Regions from separate parts of the Rattus norvegicus genome. Here region 1 is linked to region 2. Evidence: chromatin contacts called from public HiChIP or PLAC-seq data. All regions are on one chromosome and are shown on one strand. Each heading gives the region's core, a stretch centred on a gene start, on an enhancer-like site or on the middle of the called end of the contact. The rest is flanking DNA. Distances are from core to core; before and after follow the strand shown.

Region 1 (4,472 bases), core at 202-2,701, 260 kb after region 2:
CCTCAGCACATCAGGCAAGCACTGACACTCTGGGCATGCTGTACAATGAAAGTACATCAGTAAGCCTATCTTCGCTTCATTCCGCCTAAGCATAAGAGATGGGCTACTTAAAATTCAAGTGTCAGGAAAGTCCATTGTAAAAAGGAAATATTTTCAAGCGAATTCCGTTTGATCTTTTTTTTTTTTTTTTTTTTTTTTTTTAATAAGGGGCTCTTTCTGCCTCTCTCCTTTCCTTCCTTTCCAGTCCTTGGAAACCAATTAGTCTCAGCACAGAGGCCACACAGACCAGGATGAAATGACTCTTTTTAATTTTAGGGGATATAATTTCAGCCAGGACGTCTAGTCAGTTGTCACATAGTATACAAAGCACACGTTTCTCTCCTGTGCATACTGCTGTTCCCTTCGGAGAATGGTGATTTTTTTTTTTTTTTTTTTTTTTAGAGTCTGACTCCTAGAAAGGAATTAGATCTGGTCGCCTTCCAAATCCTTCAGCTCTGACAGTGGCATAACATCACAGGGCCACCTCATCTTTCAGACAGCCGTGCCAACCAAGTTTTCTAAAAAGCCTTCTGTCTTCTGTCCCACCATTTCAGCGGCTTTTTCTATCCTTGCCCCGCCCCCCTTTGCATACAATTCCTAGGGTTCCAGCCCCCTCCCCGCCAGGTTTCCAAAGTAGCAGAGAAAATTGGAGTAACTTCGATTTAAAAACATTTTTTTAAAGAGCAGGTCTTTGGGAAAGGGAGAATGTGATTCAAAGGGGCGCGCAGGAGGTGGGGGTGGGGGTGCGGAAACAATTAAAGCCTTTGCCTGACTTCACCTTCTTATCCTGAACCTGTCTTAATTCATGAAGGTGAAAAAACACCAGCTGGGTTGGCCTTTTCTTTCTCAGGAACAACATAGAGGCAAAGAGGGGTGTGTGTGCGTCTGGCGCTTTGAGAGGGTTGAGGAGAGGGGAGCTTGATACCCCGCAGGAAAGCCTCAGTTCAGCTGAGTTGAGGGACCCAGGGGTCGCCCCTCTTGGTGAGATCTTAGTGCCCCTGTCGCTCCTTCTGCCCCTGCAGCGAGTTCTGCGCTTTGGAGCTGTGCCAAGACCTCTGACAGAGCCTGGCAGGTTCATGAGTGGAGGGCGGGAGCTTGGTATTCTCTTTGCAGAAGACGCCCATCTGGGGGTCTCCCCTATATTCCTGGCGCTTAGTGGCCCGCCCCCATCTCCCCGACCTCTATCATTTTAACGCTGATCACACACGATGGTGAACTTGCAGCTCTGCTTCCTGCCGCCTGCTTGACCCAGGGAGCACCAGCAGCCTGCGGGCCTCGCCCTCCGCTCTCCCTCCCCTCCTGGAAACCCCGCGGCCACGGGGCGCGGGTGGGGGGTTCGAGTGGGCCGGAACTACGGCAGGGGCGTGCAGGGCGAGGGGTCCGGGCGGGGAGCTCGCAGCAAGCGGCGCCTGGGCGGCCCAGCTTCCTGGAGCTGTGCTCCTTTGACCCCAGTGGCAGTCCCTGTCACTGCACCGCTCGCGCTCCCTTCGCTCGCCGCGCCCTGGCTGTCTCTCCTCGCCCCCTCGCTCGTTCTCTCCCCAGATCGAGGCTGCTCCGGTCCTCTCCACCTCCCCCCGCAGCGACCCCGCGTCCCGCTCGCACCGCGCCCCAGTGCTGCCCTCCCAGGCCCTGGATCAGCGGCGGGGACCTCCGGGGTCGAAGGTTCTGGCCCGCCCGAGCCCCTCGCCCCTGCCACCCCCAGCGCTGCTCCGAGCCGGCTCGGGTGGCTTGGCGATGGCTCGCCCGCACACCGGGCGCTGAAGGCATCCCGGGGACCCGGAGCGCAGCCCGGGAAAGGTAATCCGCCCGGGAAAGGGAGGCGGAGGGCGGGGGAGGGGGGAGGAGGCGGCCGGTGCCGGGCGCGAGAGGAAGGAAAAAAAAATGCACACACAAAGCGGAGCCCGGGTGAGAGGTGCCTTGTCAGAGGCGCGTGCGAGGGCGCGGGAGCTGCGGAGCGCGGCGGCCCCGCGACCCTGAGGTTGGCGGACTGAACACTAGAGGACCCGGGGAGAGCAGATTTGTTTCCCCCGAAGCCCCCGCAAGCGAGAGCGAATTTCTTTGCGTAGCTGCCCTTCTTCCCACTCCCCATCTCGCCCCCTGTTCTCCCTTCCCCCCAAGCCCTCGGCCACCGACCTCTCGGGGTCCCCGCCTCCCTGCCCCCTCCTTCTCCGGGTTTCTCAGGAAGGTGGCGGCGGGGGTGCCGGGGGAGAGGTTGTCTGCGAAAGCCCGCGGCTAAAGCCCCGGGGCAAGGGATGGGGGTGGGGCCGGGGAGTCGGAGATCTGTTTACTAGAAAGTCCCAGGGTCGTGCGCGGCAGCTGCCCCGGCCTAGGCCCGGGTGCATTGTGTTGGCCCGAGCCCCGTGCGCCCGCGGCGGCCCCGGGCCAGGTGCAGTGGCCGGACGGCTCCGTGCAGCTTTGTGCTCCGGTCGCTCGCGCGCATAGCGCTCCAGCGCGGAGCTCTCCGCCGGCCCCCGCGCCCGGACCTTACTCTCCGGTCTCGGCGACCGCTGCCTGCCGAGCGAGAGGGCTGGGAGGCGGGGTACGGCAGCGTGGAAAAGTAACCGCGGCCGCCCAGTTTCTTTTCTACCTAAGCAGTAGTTGTGAGGGGCCCCCACCGCCACCCCTATTTACATTTACATGTGGCAAGATTGTCTTTAAAAATCTTTTAAATTTCGGGCTTTTGCGGCCTAGGAGGTGTACCTAGAGGTTCGAGAGGGCATTGAAATCCCCCAGCAAGAGCACGGAAAGATGAGCCCGGGGGTTGATTTATAGCGCACCCCCAACACACCCGGAATTAAGAGTGAATGCGGGTCATGAAAAATGTCTAATTGATTTGTGATGGTAAAGACACTAACAAGTCAGGGTGGGGAAAACAAACACAACTTTAACTGGAAGGGAAAGACTTCCAAAGAGGGGGCAAGGCTGTGGCCTCCACATTCCCTCTGCAGCCCGATGGCTGGCTGGATCCCTTCCCTTCCCAGCCGTTCCCGGGGAGGTGCCTGGCAGCTCCGGGACTCAGCGAGGAGGCGGTTGTTCAGGGTGCGGACTCGGTCTCCTGCCTGTATGCTTGGAGATGCCAGGGCGCTTCGGAGGCTTCTGTCCCAGACCAGGGGTTAAGATGCGGCACCGAGGATGGCAACGACGTCAGAGCCCGTGTTTTACGGCGGTCTTCAGTCGGTGCCCCGCTGGGAGAGAGGAAGGTGGGGGAAAATGCTTAGCCAACCCTGGGGGAGTGAGTCTAGTGTCCTTAGTGCTGCCAACATCGCCGGCAGTGGCGGTGGCGGTGCCCATCGGGTACTCAGCGCCTACGGAATGAGGAGGGAGTTGTGGCCAGAACCTGGCAAGGAGAGCGGTTGACAGAGCAGGGCGTGTGTGTGTGTGTGTGTGTGTGTGTGTGTGTGTGTGTGTGTGTGTGTGTGTGTGTGTGTGTGTGTGTGTGGTGTGTGTGTGTGTGTGTGTGTGTGTGTAGTAGCTGCAGCCCCCCACCCCATCTGCCCACCCTAGATTTAAAACAAACAAACCAATCCAAAGTAGAGAATTCTGCAGCCCCCCCCCCCCGCGCCCCACCATATATAGACCCCACGCTTTGTCAGAGGCTCAGGAGAAAAGTCGTGCCCTCCTTCTCTGAAAGAATGTGCCAGCTGGGTGTCAGCAGTGCTGGAGACAAGTTCAGGTGTAAGTGTGAAGGGAAGGGAGGGAGCTTAGTGGACAGAGGCACGTGGAACTTTTTTAGCATCTCCAGAAAAATAAAGTAGCGGTACAACCACGGGGAAAGAGTGTGGGCATCGCTCCCGCATGCGGGAATGAGTAACTGGAAATGGGCATAAAAGAGTAGGGGCCTGAGTTTACAAGGTTCTCGGTCCGCGAGGCAGAGGGAGGAGAGAATGAAATTTGGCGGGGTTGCACCGGGAGCGAGCTCTAAAGTCCCTCCATCCAGTAAGTGAGGTGGCTATCTTCCTGACTCAAATGAGCACCATTATTTAAACAAGGACAGCGAAATCCAGGACTCATTTCTTCTGGGCTTGGCTTAGGCAGCGTTCGAGTACAGAGGTCAAAAATTGTCGCTTTGAAAGTTTAGGTAAATCAGACTTCTGGTGTCTAGGAGGTGCAGACAGTTATTTAAGCCTTCAGTTTTTAATCCCCTCCTTGCCAGCAGACTTTTAAGAGGTTTCCAAGTGGGTTCCTGGAAAAGAAAATTTCCAGTCCTGCAGCTTAGGGGACAGAAGTGACTGCTGTCTAGGAAATGCTCAACGTGCTCACGTGGGTTTTTTTTTTTTTTAACAGAAACTCTAACACCGGCCTGAATGCTTGGCAGTGACAGTCCTGTTTAGAATTTTCTTTAGGCATGTTGGCATCTTGTACTGGGTGCCTTTGTTTGTGGATAAAATGCATTGAAGTATAAAATTAAAAGAAGAAAGCTGCTCCCTTTAACT
Region 2 (4,305 bases), core at 375-2,874:
ATTTCCACCTCCTTCCTTCATGTATCCCTCCCGCCCTCCTTCCCCCCCATTTCCTCTCTCCTATTCCTTCTGACTTGTTCTAATGAATACTGCACTGACCTTCAGTAAATTGTCCAATAATTTGCAGCACTGTTATATTGCCTGTGTATTTTCATTTGCACGTAACATTTTCATATACATTTGCTCTGCGGAATCCTTACAGCTGAGAGCACATCAAAAGTAGCTTAGATGTAAATAAGATGCGTCACACCTAAACTTTCGGTTTGAACTCCATGTTACTCAAAGCACATGATGCTCTTGGGTTTTTCCTCATAGTTTGGAAGTCTTGCTGATACCTGACTAAGGGTGCCAGGAAAACACCGGGAGAGTTGGTGTGTGTCTGAGAGTCTAGTGCATTTGATTCCTTATGTGAAACTGAACACTCAGCTCAGTCCCTACACCTCTCCCTCTTGGATCAATCCTGGGGGATCTGCTGACTGGGGATGTTCACTGACTGACTGCTTATTTGGAAGACATGGATACTTTCGGATGAACCCGGTTTGTTTTGTTTGTTTGGTTGGTTGGTTTTATATGGCTTTGTGAAAAGTGACTGGAATCATTCATGGAAAATGATTTCAGGTATGACTAAGATATTGTCTTAGAGGAGTATGGGGGAAGAGAGGGGGAGGGGGAAGGAGAGAGAGACAGAGACAGAGAGACAGAGAGCTTGATAATTAAGATTCTTAGATCAAATTGGTTTGCCACTTTTCTTTACAATACTGTGACGTTCTGGAAAGTGGAAGTGGGGTCATGCCCACCTCCACAGCAGAGTGTGACAAAACACTCAGGGGGATTATGCCCCCGCCACAGAGAACAGAGTCAAAGAAAAGCCAATGCAAAGCATTCTGAGGTGGCTCCTCTCTCTCTCGGCTTCCTCGGGGCCTGGCCTCTGCAGTGTGGCTCATGAGTGGGCCTCTGGCTTCTCTGCTCATGGAGGAGGGTCTGAAGACAGCTTTGGAAAGTCAGCTTTTACTGCATGTAGATGTGCATTTGATTTGCCCAAGACTGAAAGAGGTTTGAAGGATTCTTTAAAACTGTCATCTGCTTTCAATTCTCAAATCTTGGTTTTCTATTTACTTCAAATCGTGATCACTTCAGCAGAAAAGCAAGATAAATCAGTTTCTCTTTCCAATGACACCCACAATAACTCAAAAATTTCTGATATCCTTTTAAACTCTCCCTTTGGCATAATATTTAAAGATAATTCCAAATTTCAGTTCCCTTCAGTCTGAACCTATGCCAGACAAATAATGTCACCTTTTCAATGAAATGATTTCACTGGCTAAGATTTGTCACTTGAACCTTAAATTACAGGAAGGAGATGCAGATCAGGACTCACACAGGATCAATTGTGTTTTTCCCTGCGCACTCCATGTAGCCCACTAGGTGGCGACTCCGCACACAGAAAGCCAGATCTGTATGCTAGAGGTAAACCCCCCACATGATTTTTAAAATGGGTTTTAAATTGCATTGAACTATATAGTTGTAATAGTGTTGAAACTCTCAGCATTTGTGAACTGGAAAATTTGCTGGTGAAGGAACTGTATTGCTGTATTAGATAAGAGATGCTCTAATAGAACCCTGCTGCTCTTTCTGATAGAGTATGGTTCTGAAATTGTATCCCAAGATAGAAACACTGGTGTAGTGGCACCCCGTCAGGTATATCCAGTTGCTTGTGTGGCTGATGAGAAGAAATAAACCACTAGAAAATGTGGCACAAAGGGTATCTAAAAACTTTGAACAGACACTGAGCGTCATTCTGGGCCACCAGATTCAGAAACACAATGAGGGCTTTGTCTTAGCCTGTTTTGTGCTGCTAAAACAGAACATCACGAGCTGGGTAATTTATAATGATCAGAAATTTATTGGAACGGGGATTTATTGGCTCATGGTTTTGCAGGCAGGGAAGTCCAATATAAAGGTGCCAGCATCTGGCAAGGGCCTTTAATCTGTGTCATTACATAGAAGACGTGGGTGGACGGGAGGGAGGGAGGGAGGAAGGGAGAGGCTTCTAAGAAGCAGGGACTTGACTGCCTTTCGGAAAGTGCTGGGAAAGCACTAGTGTCTGGTGCATTTAGTCCAGAGCATTGCGTCGATCAAACTGTACCTCCAAACTTAAAAAATTATCCTTTCAGATGACAGTATCAGGAGTCTCATTCAGGAGGGAGGAGGAGCTCTCATTGTCTAACCACTTCCTAAAGTCTCCCTTCCCAGTGCAATATCAGAGTGTTGCTGGTTACAGACATCCAGACCCCACCAGCGGTTCTCTTCCAGTGCCAGAGTTTCTGGTGTCAGGAAATGGAAATAGTCTGGAAGAAGAGGAAAGTGGCCTCGGAACAAAACCGACATCGTGGATGCATATCTATTAAAGGAAATTGATAGGGATTGCCCCAAACACACACTCCTCCACCTCCACCAGTCCCCTCAGGCTTTTCTGGGGTTTTAAAACTTGTCTTTTCCTTTTGGATTTCTGGGCTCAACTCTGAACTGACTAATTATAGCAAGAATTCTGCTAAGTCAGTTTAGACAAGGTCCATATCTGATTACCTGTCATTTATGATCAGGAGATGAATTCTGTCGCTTGGGTTATCAAGTGTCTTCCTCATCTCTCTTGTTTCCTCGGACTCATTTTCCATCCAAGAGCCACACCCTGCTTCTGGATTACCTGTTCCCACTTTTGCTTATCTTTGGAAAGCTCCTTCTCTTTCCTCCCTGAGCAACCACATCACCGAAGCCCTTACAGCCCTCGGGATGGACTTGATAACGTTACTCTTACCATCCTTTAGTGCAACCGTCAGTTTTTTAACAGTCTTTCAACACTGTGACCCTTCTTCTCTGTAGAAATCTATCTACTTGGCCAATAGAGTTTTTAAAAGAGTTTTTAAAGGTCTTCTGTTTTCTGTGATTTAATAAAAAGCCATTTCATCAGCTGTCTGTGTGCTTTGCAAAATAATTACCATTTTCATTTTTAAAAAAAGATTTCAACCTTCCAAACAATTTGATTCTTAAGATCACCGGATTTTACCACGATTCCAATGGTTGAATAAGCACAGCTTCACAAACTCTCGTGTTTCTACCATTGTGGCTCCGGTAACATGATACCGCACCACCCTGTCCTAATCGCTGTTCTCCCGTGGATCGCAAGGTCAGGGATGGCAGGGTAGCTGGCTAACTTGTTCAATACTCTATCTTCAGGATGGTATACAGCAGTGTCTGGTCCTTGGGGAAAACGGTTTCTGATTAAACAAAACTAAATACTAGTGAAGAATGAATGCACTGATTTCTAAGCTAAGGCTTTGAGGCAGTTCTAAGGGCCCTTTGTAACACACAATTCTAAGCTACTCCTTCACGTAACTCCCACAGACTGCAGCTTCTTAACAATGGTGTTTACCACCTCTGCTTCAAATCACACCAAGAGCAAATTTTATGTAAAGGTTGTGGCCAAGAAGTAACACATGCTGGTATAAGTCAAATCAGCACATTCTGTTATGATAACATTTATTGGACCCCCCCCCAGCAGATATGAGAATGGGAGTCTCCACAAAATATTCCGAGTTTTCCCCCTCACTAGTGTGTCTCCAAATGCACCAGAATTTATCAGAGTGTCTTCTCCTTTGACTTAAATTTGATATATGTAGGTGGATGCACTGGAGATAGCATATTTATGAAACAAAGATTTTTTTTATAACTGTTGTCACAAAAGACAATAATAGGAACAGGCTGGAGCCTCTCACTGTTTCTGGCGAGGGAATCTCAGGATAAGAGGTTTTTGTCATGAGAGGTTCACAAGCTGAGGCTCCAAAATCGTAAAATTGGAGTCCCAGCCCCACCACGTCCTGTCTTGAGACCTTGAGAAATGTAATTGGCTTTTCTTTTTTGAAGCTGCATTTTAAGAAGTGTAAAAGTAGCAGCTATCTAGCAGAGTTCCTGAGAGGGTTAGGTGAAATCCTGAGCTAACATTCTCAGCACATGGGCTGACCCAAGCAAGGGATCAGGCCACACTCAGTATCCTTGTCATCTTTGATTTTATCTGAGTGTCTTTTCTTCAACACTCTTTCACTATTGAAAAGATGACGACCCTGTATAGCCATATATTTGGGAAACTTTTTGGTTCACACCACCACCACCACCACCACCACCACCACAACAACAACAACAACAACAACAATGAAGATAATGATAAATACGAATTTTTAAATGTTTCTGAATTTATGATTGCACATAAAAATAATTGTGCTGGCGTATATACAGGGCGACACATTTTCC

The links. HiChIP or PLAC-seq counts read pairs in DNA pulled down with a chosen protein or histone mark.
Region 1: an H3K27ac HiChIP or PLAC-seq map of oligodendrocytes shows a contact between it and region 2, with 18 times the contacts expected there. The contact joins the promoter of Mpped2 here to the enhancer-like site in region 2. A contact is called at or near these places in 6 of 12 Hi-C or Micro-C datasets (the A7r5 cell line, the Rat2 cell line, Schwann cells and 3 more) and 1 of 1 datasets of contacts at active chromatin or transcription factors (oligodendrocytes).

Annotation. Positions count from the first base shown.
Region 1 is chr3:113,634,163-113,638,634 of GRCr8, forward strand. Mpped2 (metallophosphoesterase domain containing 2) reads left to right here and starts at 1,452. Exons shown (of 7, transcript NM_198778.3): 1 at 1,452-1,836.
Region 2 is chr3:113,372,142-113,376,446 of GRCr8, forward strand. No RefSeq gene overlaps it. Among named protein-coding and RNA genes, the nearest start is that of Mpped2, 260 kb to the right of the region's middle. Within about 2 kb of position 1,625, at least 7 of the 93 cell types and tissues checked have an H3K27ac peak or open chromatin away from gene starts, as enhancers often do.